Regions from separate parts of the Mus musculus genome. Here region 1 is linked to region 2. A link is a contact called in public promoter capture Hi-C data. All regions are on one chromosome and are shown on one strand. The core of a region is the stretch at or near the end of the contact, and the rest is flanking DNA. Distances in the headings are between cores, read along the strand shown.

The links. Capture Hi-C pulls out chosen DNA fragments and counts their contacts.
Region 1: a contact with region 2 is called in a promoter capture Hi-C map of liver, with 3 times the contacts expected there. The contact joins the promoter of Akap10 here to the promoter of Flii in region 2. A contact is called at or near these places in 1 of 39 promoter capture datasets (liver) and 1 of 9 other capture datasets (liver).

What each region holds. Positions count from the first base shown.
Region 1 is chr11:61,927,366-61,932,803 of GRCm38.p6, forward strand. It overlaps Akap10 (A kinase (PRKA) anchor protein 10), which reads right to left and starts at 2,892. Exons shown (of 15, transcript NM_019921.3): 1 at 2,624-2,892. The coding sequence starts at 2,711.
Region 2 is chr11:60,725,105-60,730,651 of GRCm38.p6, forward strand. It overlaps Flii (flightless I actin binding protein), which reads right to left and starts at 2,159. Exons shown (of 30, transcript NM_022009.2): 1 at 2,023-2,159; 2 at 54-164. The coding sequence starts at 2,085. Mief2 (mitochondrial elongation factor 2) reads left to right here and starts at 3,294. Exons shown (of 4, transcript NM_001009927.2): 1 at 3,294-3,463; 2 at 5,179-5,331; 3 at 5,526-5,547. The coding sequence starts at 5,185. Mir5100 (microRNA 5100) reads left to right here and starts at 3,559; the gene lies at 3,559-3,622.

The sequences.
Region 1 (5,438 bases), core at 1,642-4,141, 1.2 Mb after region 2:
AGCCCTGGCTGTCCTGGAACTCAGACAATGAGAATTCTGTCATTCCATCCATTCCAGGATATGTATACGGAAGAGACAGACAGGCCAGACCGTCACATTCCTGTAATCCCTGTACTCAAAAGACTGAGACAGGATTGCTGTACTTTTAAGGCTAGTAATGACTTCATATCAAAATACTGATTTGAAAATTCAAAAATTAAAAAAAGACAAAACTCATGACAGTAGATTACAAAGTGCATATCTCAAAAGAAAAAATACAATAGACAGGTAAACTGGGGAAACACTAAGGTAATTCTTACAATTGTTTCCATTTTGTTGTGGTGTGTGAGTGGTTTGCCTACATCTATACATGTAGATGCCAAGTGCCAAGGAGGCCAGAGAAGAGTAGGGGAGTCCCTGGACCTGGAGTTACAGATGGTTCTAAGCTGCCATGAAGGTTCTGGGAACTAAACCCAGGTTCTGTGTAAGAACAACATAAGTTCTGAAGGGCTGAGCCACCTCCAGCCCTCTTTTCCTGATTTTAGATTTACCATTTTTAATGAAATATGATAAACCTCTAACAAGAAAGAAAATTAAATTGAAGGATCTTTATGAGGCTGTTTTCAGAGGTTGGGTGTGGTGATACATGCCTATAATCCAAATACTAAATTAGAGGAAGAAGAATGTCCACAAGGTCCCCATCTCAACAGGAAATGCTAAGGCCAGGACTACAAAGCCAGACTGTCTTGACTCCCAACCCCTCAAAAAGGTTGTTTCTAGCTCTCTTGCCACATTCAATCTCCAGAAATCATCTGGAATAATCTTTTTACTCCTTAAGTACATTTATTTATTTTGTGGGAGTGGATGTACCACACAGCACATGTGTGGAGGTCAGAGGACAACTTAATGGGAGTTACTCTTTCCCTCCACCATTGTGGGTCCTGGGGCTCTAACTCTGATGGTTAGGCTGCACAGCAAGGGTCTTTATCTGCTGAGCATCTGGCTCTAGAATAAACTTTCTAAGCAAATAATCAGATCACCCTTTATTGTAAGGTCACCTCTCTTCAAAAGCTTTACAATATATTCTCTCTGCATTTGGAATAAAACTCTCGATAATGTGGTGTCTGCCTATCTGCTTCTCTATGCCTCAGCCACAGTGGCCACCTTGCCTTTCCTAAAGGGCACCAGCTCTTTATTCCTGGTACCTCCAGTGTCTTTCCTGACCTCTCTAAAGTTACATTCTACTACTGATCCTCTAGTTTTACGTTTCAAGGTTACATACTGAATTCTTCTAACATCCAACCAAAATAGGTTTTTCTTCATAAATTAGTCTTTCATTACACATCATTCAATTTGTAAGTATATACACACTTTTTTTTTTGGCCTTATTTATTGCCTGCCTTCAGCATCAATGAGTTTCATAGGTACAGAGACTACGTCCATATAACTATTTCATGACACCCTAAGACAGTGTCTGGCAGACTGGACACTCGACAGTGTGTGTTAAATGAACAGACAGAAGTCTGTTGTTCAACTTGAATTAGTCCCATACTTAGAATGCATTCCCCCCCTTAAAAAACAAGCACCACAACACTGTCAACCTAGGTACATTAACAACTCCAGAGATATTAAGACACTTTACTGATAAAGCTTCCTATTATTTACCAGTTTCATTCATTCCCTCACCTAGCATCAACAGACAGCCTCAGTCCTATGAGGCCTTTAGGAATCATCTGATTCTCAGCTGGAAAAAAAGTGGGTTAACCGGCTGTTTCGGGTTACAGAGTTTATGAAAAAGCTATCACGTGAATACAAGTCTGATTTGGTGTTATGTTTAAAAAAAAAAAAGTCTGTCTGATACATCTTCTCAGTAAGAATGAAGAGATACAACCACCTCCACCTAAAGAGATTTGATTGATCAATTTGTGTATGTATATTTAATGAAATACCATAACCCTTTCCAGGATCAAAATCACCTTGCCTCTACTTTAAAAACTAAGTAAGCTTTTACAACTGGACATCCGAAATCTAAGTAGTTCGTTTATAGTAGCAGCAACGGTCTCAATAATTAGTAAAGTTGCTCAATCATCAAAAGCAGTAGTCTTCTGAATACGGAACTTCAGTAGTAAGAAATTTTATTTTAGGAATAACAGTGGGCCCCCTTCCGCTCTCCACCCCCGCCCCCAAAAGAGGAAACTAGAAAATAGCGCTAGTTGAAGAAATAACAGTTGCACGTGGTTTTAGGTATAACCCCCCCCCCCCAATATTCGGAAAAGTCAAGACTTCCTATAAGTAAAGGGATTTCCTTGATCTTCATCCACAGTGCGCGCGTGGATCACACACACATACAAACCTCCAGAAACCAAACACACCAGGAAAACCTTTTCTTTAGCCAACAGGTGTTAATTTCTATGGGTTTAAGCAGACACTTTTGGCCCAAAGCGACAATGCCCCTCGACCTCGCTTGAGGAGGCCACCTTCTTCCCTGCGGAGTCCCGGGCAGCACACTGCACCGCGGGTGTCGGCGCCGAGGCCGAGCGGCTCATCGAGAGCCTCGCGGCCGCCCTGACAAAACCCTTGCAGGTTTGCTGCCCCACCGCTGCCCGAGACCCGGCTCACCCCCCGCCGGCGACCCCTCGGCTACCTTTCCGCCGGAAGAAGGACATGGCGGGGCCCGGGTCGGGGCGGAGGGCGCGGGGGGAGTGTCGCGGGGAGGGCCCGGCTCCCCTCATTCAGCAGCTGGCCGGGACTTCCGGGGCCGCAGGAGCCGCTGCACTAGTCCGAAAACAGCCCCTTCTTCCGGGTGTGGGCGCTGCCGCCACCTCGGGATGCCCCGGCAGCTGCTGCCGCCATGTTATCAACAAGCCACCCGCTTAGAGTTCCGGTCCGTCCGCGCGCGGGGCTTCACGGGAGGCCCCGGCCCCGCCTCCTCCTGCGCACCTCCTCCCGCGGGGCCGGGGCGCGCGCCCGCTCAGCCCACGTGACCTGGCGTCCTCGAGTCCGCGAGCCCTTCCCCCTGGAGGCTTCGGATGACAGCGTCTCTTTGCTGAACCTCCTCCTCTTCGGGAAGCCCCCGCCAGCACTGCTGCGCAGCCTTTTCGCGGAATCTTGCTAAATGCCGCAGGCTGCTTGGCAGCTTTACCCTGCCAGGTCCCCGGGGGATGCAGGCGAGCCTGCAGGACGAGGAGCTGCTCTTATGTAGCTCCCGAAGCTCCCTCCCTCAAAGTGACCTCAGGAAGGAAGGAGAAAAAGAGTGGTAGGCTCATTTTCAGATGAAATCCCTACAGATGCTCAAAACAGAAAGAGCCAGCAACCTGAGCCTCAACAGAGGGCTATTTCTTCCGTTCTTATTCGAAAGCCACCTTCCTATAAATCTTCTGGCTTTCTTAAAGCTTACCCACCTTTAGCGCCCTGGATGGATGGCCACTATAGCTACAACTACTGTCAAAAGCGAACCAGGAACTCGTGATGCACACAGTTGCTGATTTTTATGTTGGATCAGCAAAGTCTACCTGAGACAGAAGGAAAAACAAGTGCAGAAGCGGCAACTTGCCTGATTATTCGGTGTGTTAAAACAGGAACTAAGTAAAGCCTGGAGTCTTAACCATATTATTAGAGCAGGTTAATAAGTTTGCTAGTTTTGTTTCCAAGCCTGTTTGCTAAATGATGAAAAACCATCATAGCTAAACTTATTTATAACATCGTGCACAGATACCATACTAAACCCTCCAGGTTAGTAACAGTCTTTAAACTTGCTCTTGGTATGGAGGAAACTAGGCCAGCTTTCAAGGTCACGCTGGGCAGGAACTGAAAAGGAGAGCAGGGCTGTGGTTGCCCCATGTGAGGTAATGGTGTGGAGGTCTGAGATGATTTGGAAATGAATATTACACTCTGGGCATACCCCTCCCCTATTCCCACCCACTGCCCACCCTTGAAAACCTTTCCTTGCCTAAGAATATTAAGGCAAGCCAGGGGAGGTGCTCTGGTGGTGAAAGCCTTTAACACACTTGGAAGGCAGAAAGAAGCCAGTGGATCACTGAGTCCCAGGTCAGCTTGATTTACTTAGGGAATTTTAGGCCAAGGTGAGACTGTGTCTCAAACAGATAAAAACAAAACAAGGCGTTGAACGATGGCTTAGCAATTAGGAGCACAGACAACACTTGCAAAGGATCCACAGTTAGAGTATCTACTCTGTTCTTAGGCAGAATGGGTGGTGTGTCTTACATTATTCCTTTGCCTTTCCCTTCTGGAGTTCCAGTCTTGGCAGAGACTGTTTTGTATTTGTTAACTATTGGTTAGCTGATCAGGGCAGGAGGAACACCAGACGAATGAGTGAGAAAAATCCCTTAAATGAGCAAAAAGTCAATGGGGTTGAGGGGAGGGCTCTGGCTCCATTAGGATTTCTAGAATCCTTACTCATTCTCTCAGGCTAAATAAACATAAATCAGTGTTGAGGAAGTGTTTTTCAACTCAATTTCCAATGAGGTTTATTCTTTGAGCCCCCCCTACCAGAGATTCTGGAGTTGCTTTTATTCTCTGTGAGAAATAGATTGTTACAGTCCATTTACAGATAAGAAGAAAGCAATAGGCCCCCTAGCTGGTGGCTGGTGCAGGCTTGTCACAGAACTCTAAAAAAGTTACAGGTAGTCTGCTACCCTATTGCTCATGGTCAGAAAAGGAGGAGGGGTGCTATCTCAAGCCCCAAACTATTCATTAGATAAGGTTTTGTGTCCTAAAACAATAACATGGGAAATTTGGGAAAGGGGCAAGTTCTAGCCAATGGAGACAAGAATAGAATTAGAGGGAACTTAAAACCCCTCCAGATTGGGGGGACCTTAAAAATCACTGCCTTGTACCAAAGCATTGCACCAGAAATTTTTGACTTTTCTTTTTGCTGGCATCCCTTTCTGCAGAATTGTATATTTAAAAACTGCTTCGTTTTGTTAGTTCCTTGAATAAGTTTTATTATTTCCACTATCTCTCAGACAGCTAGACATAGCAGTCAGCTAATCGAAATCATTATTTACTAAGAACTTGTGATGTACTCTCTATGTTCCTAGCACTTTACAATTAAGACTTTTCATAATCCTTCACACATACACCTCACCACCACCCCACAAGAGATCCTGCCACCATCATGTCTTGTTTATAGAGGATGGTTTGGGTTTCTTTGTAATGACCTAGGATCTCAATGGTAATACAAGATAGAGAAAGGAAGGAAGGAAGAAGGGTTGTTGGTGAAGCTGTGACTCCCACTTCAGGAAGTCTTACTGTAGTTATAACCACTCCAGACAACTTGTACCTGCTTTGGAAGACCCCAATCTGGGCAAGATATGCTCAGAACTGTAGAACTCAAAAGAAGTAGGTGAGGACACCTGATGCCCTGTTCTGGCCTCTGCATGCACACACACACACACACACACACACACACACACACACACACACTCACACACACTCAC
Region 2 (5,547 bases), core at 909-3,408:
GCCTAGCCCCTAGGATAGGACCCTCCCCGCGCCCCGCCGCCTACATCCCTTACCAGCTTCTGCAGAGCCGCAAGTTCTTCAGGCAGGTAGCAGAGGCCTGTGCGATTCAGCTTTAGCCATCGCAGGCTGGTCATAGCCTTAACATTCTCAGGGAAGTAGCCACCCTGGGGGGTGGGGAGGAAACAGGAGGGTGAGGACAGTCTAGGAGATGAGTGCCTCCTCTCATCACCTTCTGTGGTCCCTAGAGAACATTTCTCTTTCTTACTCACAGAATGGCACTAAACGAAAGCTCCCAAAGGACAAACATCCTGGCCCAAACGTGTCTCTCCAGCTGGAGTCTGTCCCTGGTGTGTTTCAAGGGTTCCTCAGCATTCCACTGTGCTTAGTGGAACTCACATTGCTTTGCCTGGGGTTCCAAGGCAGTTTGGCTGTCTGGGATTGCACTAAGAGCCCAGCTCCCCAATGTTCCTTGAACAGTGTCATTCATTCATTCATTCATTCCTCACATGCAATGCCCACTTCAGCATCCCTGGCCTTTTTGTTTGTTGTTTTTCAAGACAGGGTTTCTTGGGGCTGGAGAGATAGCTCAGTGGTTAAGAGCACTGACTGTTTTTATGAAGGTCCTGAGTTCAAATTCTAGCAACCACATGGTGGCTTACAATCATCTGTAATGACATCTGACACCCTCTACTGGTGTGTCTGAAGACAGATACAGTGTACTTACATATAAATAATAAATAATTATTTTTTTAAATTAAAGACAGGGTTTCTCTGTGTGTAGCCTTGGCTGTCCTGGAACTCACTCTGTAGACCAGGCTGGCCTCAGACTCACAGAGATCCACCTGCCTCTGCCTCCTGAATGCTGGAATTAAAGGTCTGTGCCACCACACCAGCCTAAGGTTTTGTCCCCCTGTAACTCCCAATTACAGGGTTTCTCTGTGTAGTCCCTGCTGTCCTGGAACTCATTTTGTGTCCAGGCTGGCCTCTAACTCAGAGATCTGCCTGCCTCTGCCTCCCCAGTGTTGGAATTAAAGGCATTTGCCACTCCCTCCAGGCTACTCCTGGCAGTTTTGACATCTGAGCAGCATGAAGCTCAATTGCCTTTTGCTACTGTAACACCTCTTCTTCCAGTCACGTTCCCTAAGGTAACTCAGACGTTCCCAGTGGAGAGAGAATAGAGACCACAAGTGAGGATGGTGGGTATGTAGACAGGATGAAGTGATGCCCACAGTGTACGGGATCCAACATGTGTCCGTGTGCAGGTGAACACGGGAGGAGCCCACCTCCTCCTGCATCCCCCAATCTGATATCTAAAGGACTCGACCAGGCGGTGGAGAAGGTCCAGGCTTCTGAGCTGTCCTTCGGGGCCAGCTTTTCTCTCTTTGGGCCTGGGTCTAGCCGGCACATTTTTTTTTTCTTCAAGTCAAGACAGGGTTTCTCGATATAGCTATGGCTGTCCGGGAACTTGCTTTTAAGAGCAGGCTGACCACGAAGTCAAAGATCCACCTGCCTCCGCCTCCCAAGAGCTGGAATTAGAGGCGTGCACCACCACGCCCATAGCCTGGCTCTTTATAGTCAAGAACCAGGGCTGCTGGCTGCTTGTCCCCCTAGTCTAGCAGTTGAACAGACTTGCCGCCTAGGACCTGGCGCACCTGTCACACTCCTTACTAACAGATCTCTTTCCATTACACGCCACCAAACGGGCTGTTCCTGAGCCCCTAGGACTGGAGAGAACCCCGAGTTCGCGGAGGGAGAAGTGACGTCCCGAGACCACAGTGTGGGGCGGTGGCTGGCTAGGGCGTATTCCCTCGGTGGCATGGGGTCCGGTTCGCGGCCTGAGGGCTCAAATCCCGCGCGGCCCCAGACCCCCGGAGCCCCCGCCCAGGTCTTCCGCCCCGGGCGGGGCAGGCCCGGGAAGACTCGCGGAGGCCCGCCCGCCCCGCCCGCCGGTCCCGGAAGCGCAGAGGAAGCGGCCCGGGGAGACGGCCTAGGGGTCGCCTTTCCCCTTCTCCCCCAGCTAACCTTGAAGTCGTTGCCGCTGAGGTCCACGCCGCGCACGAACGGCAGCACCCCGGTGGCCTCCATGGTGGCGCAGCTCTCTTACGGGCAGGGAGGACGCGGGGCGGCCGAGAGCCGCGGGCTGGGTCAGCGCCGGCCCCGCCCCTTTAACCCGCGCGCGCCGCCTCCCGGCCGCGGCCTCTGCGGGAAGTGCTGCTAGGCGACTCCCAGAGCTGCGAGGCCTCCCTGGGACCAGAGTTCTGGGGAGGCCTGTAGGGGTCCCGCTGGAGATGATCAACACTTCCAGTCTCCTGTCGGAACGTGGAGGGTGGGGTCCAGGCACTGTCGCTTGGGCTGCTGTAGCCTCTGGGGCTGGCCGTGACCCAGGAGTGATGGTGGTAACAACGTCAGGGACACAGGCAGTTTGTGTGTGAGGGATCAGTGGTGGTGGTGGTGGTGGTAGTGGTGAGACTTCCGGGGCTTTGGGACCTAATCCTTCAGCTTCAGGACTCAACTTTGATCATGTGTAACACGGTCCCCAAAGTTGCCAGAGTACTCACATGTGGCAGCTTAGAGAGCAGGCTGCACAAACACTCACAATTCTCCCTTGGCATCAGGACTCCAGTCACCATTCTTTATTGATTTGTTTTGTGCTCTAGATCAGTGTATATCTCCTGGGCCAAGCTCTTAGTGGCCATCTTGCCCTGGCCAGCATACAGTAGGTTTCCCATAAACAGACACAGCTGTTCTATGGAAGTCCAGGGTCTGGCATCCCGGGTTTCAGGAGGGAAGAGACTGATAGAGTTCCCACGACAGATGGCAGAGCTCTTTTCCCATTATGTGTCAGGCAGGCCAAACGGAAATGGAACCACCAGGCACTCTAACAGGGGCGAACTTGAGAGGCAGAATGTGGGCCTTTGGGCTAACTGCAGTTTTGTCTGCCTGGCCCACCAAGGGACCATGAGCTCAGACTCCACACTGAGGCTCTCATTACAAGTACACACAAGGTCAGATGTGAGACTAAGTACGACTGCTGAGAATTCGATGTCAGTTGTGGCTTTAGTGTGAGGCCCTTTCTCAAGAAACAAAACACCCGAAAGTAAGTAAACTAGACAAGCCCCTGAATGATTGTCACACTCACCACCTCCCCCGCCCCCCTTGCGCTATCAATATAACCTTGCGCCTTTAAATCCGGAGTATGCTTGTGGTTTCCGCCCCAGACGGTCCCGGGGCGTGCCTGGCGATCATTGGCTGAGCTGCTCCGTTTTGAGCACGTGTGCGCAGGAGTTGTGCGCTCGGATTGGAGCGAAGGCCTGCTTATCCAGCGTGCCTTTCGGGTCACTTGCCGCCTCGGGCCTCGGCGTTCGGTTCCCGGGGTTTGAACGTTCCATTCCTAGGCGAGTCCTGGGCCTCCAGGGTCCTACTCGCCCTGTCCTTGGGTCCATGCGCTGACGCTCGGACGCAGGTACGGCTACAGCGCACCGGGTGGCCCGGTGTCTCCCAGCACTGGGCGTGGCGCGCATCCCGGGGCAGGTGGGGGCGTGGCCTGCGGTCACTGCGGTGGGAGGGAGGACTTGGGAACTGAAGAGCAGAGTTCGAATCCCAGCGGTGCCTCTTCCCGACTTGGGTATTGCACACGATTTCCAGGGCCACAGTGACTTCGCTCTTGAATAGAGTCTAAGAGCCTATTTGGTTACACGTTTCTGCTCAGTCATGATCAGAAGCAATCAGCTTTGGCCAGAATGTAAGAACAGGTGAAGTTCAGGCTGTCAAGAGTCGGGTTATTTTGTTATTTTTGTTTTGTTTTGAATAGAGGCTCTATTATGTAACTCTGGCTATCCTCCAACTCAGTGTGTAGACCAGGCTTGCCTTGACTGCCTCTGCCTCTTCAGTGCTGAAATTAAAGGCCTGCACCACCACATAGGGCCTAAGTGGGTTATATTTAGTCACCTATTTTATTCCTTTCTTACTGGAGTTTGAATACAAGACCCCTCTAGGTGTAGGGCTGAGTCCCACTTTAGACAGGTGATGGAATGCAAGCCCCTTCCATTTGCAGAGTGGCTTACTGCTCTGAGGGCAGTGGTGGGCAGTAACAGAGCAGAGCTGTTTCTGAGCTTGGAGTAGGCTCCCTGGCTGCCCTTTGACCTTACCAGGCTCGAGGACAGGGTCTTATTTTTAGTCTGGGGAGCATGGACAGGTGTCTCAGCTGAGTCACACAGTGCCTAAGGCTTCAGCTACTCTAGGCATCTTGTCACTTGGCAACTGAGTCCCAAGGCAACCATGGCCCTGAAAGAAGGGCTGAAGTCCTTGGTGCCCCGGCAGGCAATGACCTTTCTGGCTTAGTGGCCTGGGCCTGTGGATTTCTGTGACTTTTTCCCAAGTTCCTGACTGGGCCAGTCACACACTTCCCAGTCCTTACTGGTGCGGTCGTACAAATAAACAGAAGCCCTTGGCTCCGGGCCTTTCTCTCACCTTCTTACCCTCTCCAACTTTGTTCCGAGTCCATGGGCCCTGGCCAGCTTGTCCTGATTCAGTGTTTATTTAAGCCTACTTCACTCACCACTGCACCCTGGGGCCTTCAGCCTGGCTCTGATGGGGTTGCCCTAGCCCAGGTAGTTTTCTTGTCAAGGTCTGGGGGGGCCACTATCTAGATTCCTGAATTTGCTAAGGGTCTATCAAAGGTCTGACAGGCCCCACCCAGGCAAACTTTCTGGAAACCCATATTACAAGTATTTCTGGGCCTTTGGGTTCCTCCTGACTGGTTTTCACACAGTATGGCTGTTCTGGGTAGGTTCTGATTAGGAGTGAGGGAACTCGACCAGGAGGCATGGGGAAAATACTCAGGCTTTGGGAGTGGAAGAGTCTGGGGGCTGTGCTGTGAATCCCAGACCTTAGCACTCAGTTTGTGGCTTGGCAACTTTTGTCTTTGTAGACTCAGGGTGGTGATGTTGAACCCAGATTCCCAAGGTCTTGGGGTGGAGTCAGGAGAAAGGCCTGGATCCTTCCTATATGAACCCTTTTCCAGGGCTTGGAGGCTTGCAGGATTCAGGGAGGGGGCTGGCAGGTCCCCTGATTCCCTCCAAGAAACTCTTTGAGCAGCCCCTTTCTCACGGGTCCCCAGAAACCACCCTCTTGGTCATTGCTAAGCATCTATGCCTTACGAACTACATCTCTTTGCAGGTGACCATGGCAGAGTTCTCCCAGAAGCAGAGGAAACAGAGCGGCAGCGAGGGCCTGGGCAGTGTGGTGGACTTCCTCTTGGCTAATGCTCGATTGGTGCTAGGTGTGGGCGGGGCTGCAGTGCTGGGCATTGCTACCCTGGCTGTAAAGCGGGTAAGGCCAAGGGGGCAAGGCCTGCCTGAAACCTCCACAGGAGAAGGCCAGACTGGGGAGCTGGGGGACGGTGGGACTTTTGAGGTTGGACTGGAACACGGGGCCCCTACTTTTTCACCCTAGCTTCCTGGTTTGCTTTCCCCCCAGCTTTGCCATGGCCCCCGATGCTCTGATCTGTGTCACTTTGCCTATAGCTCATCGACAGGGCCACCAGCC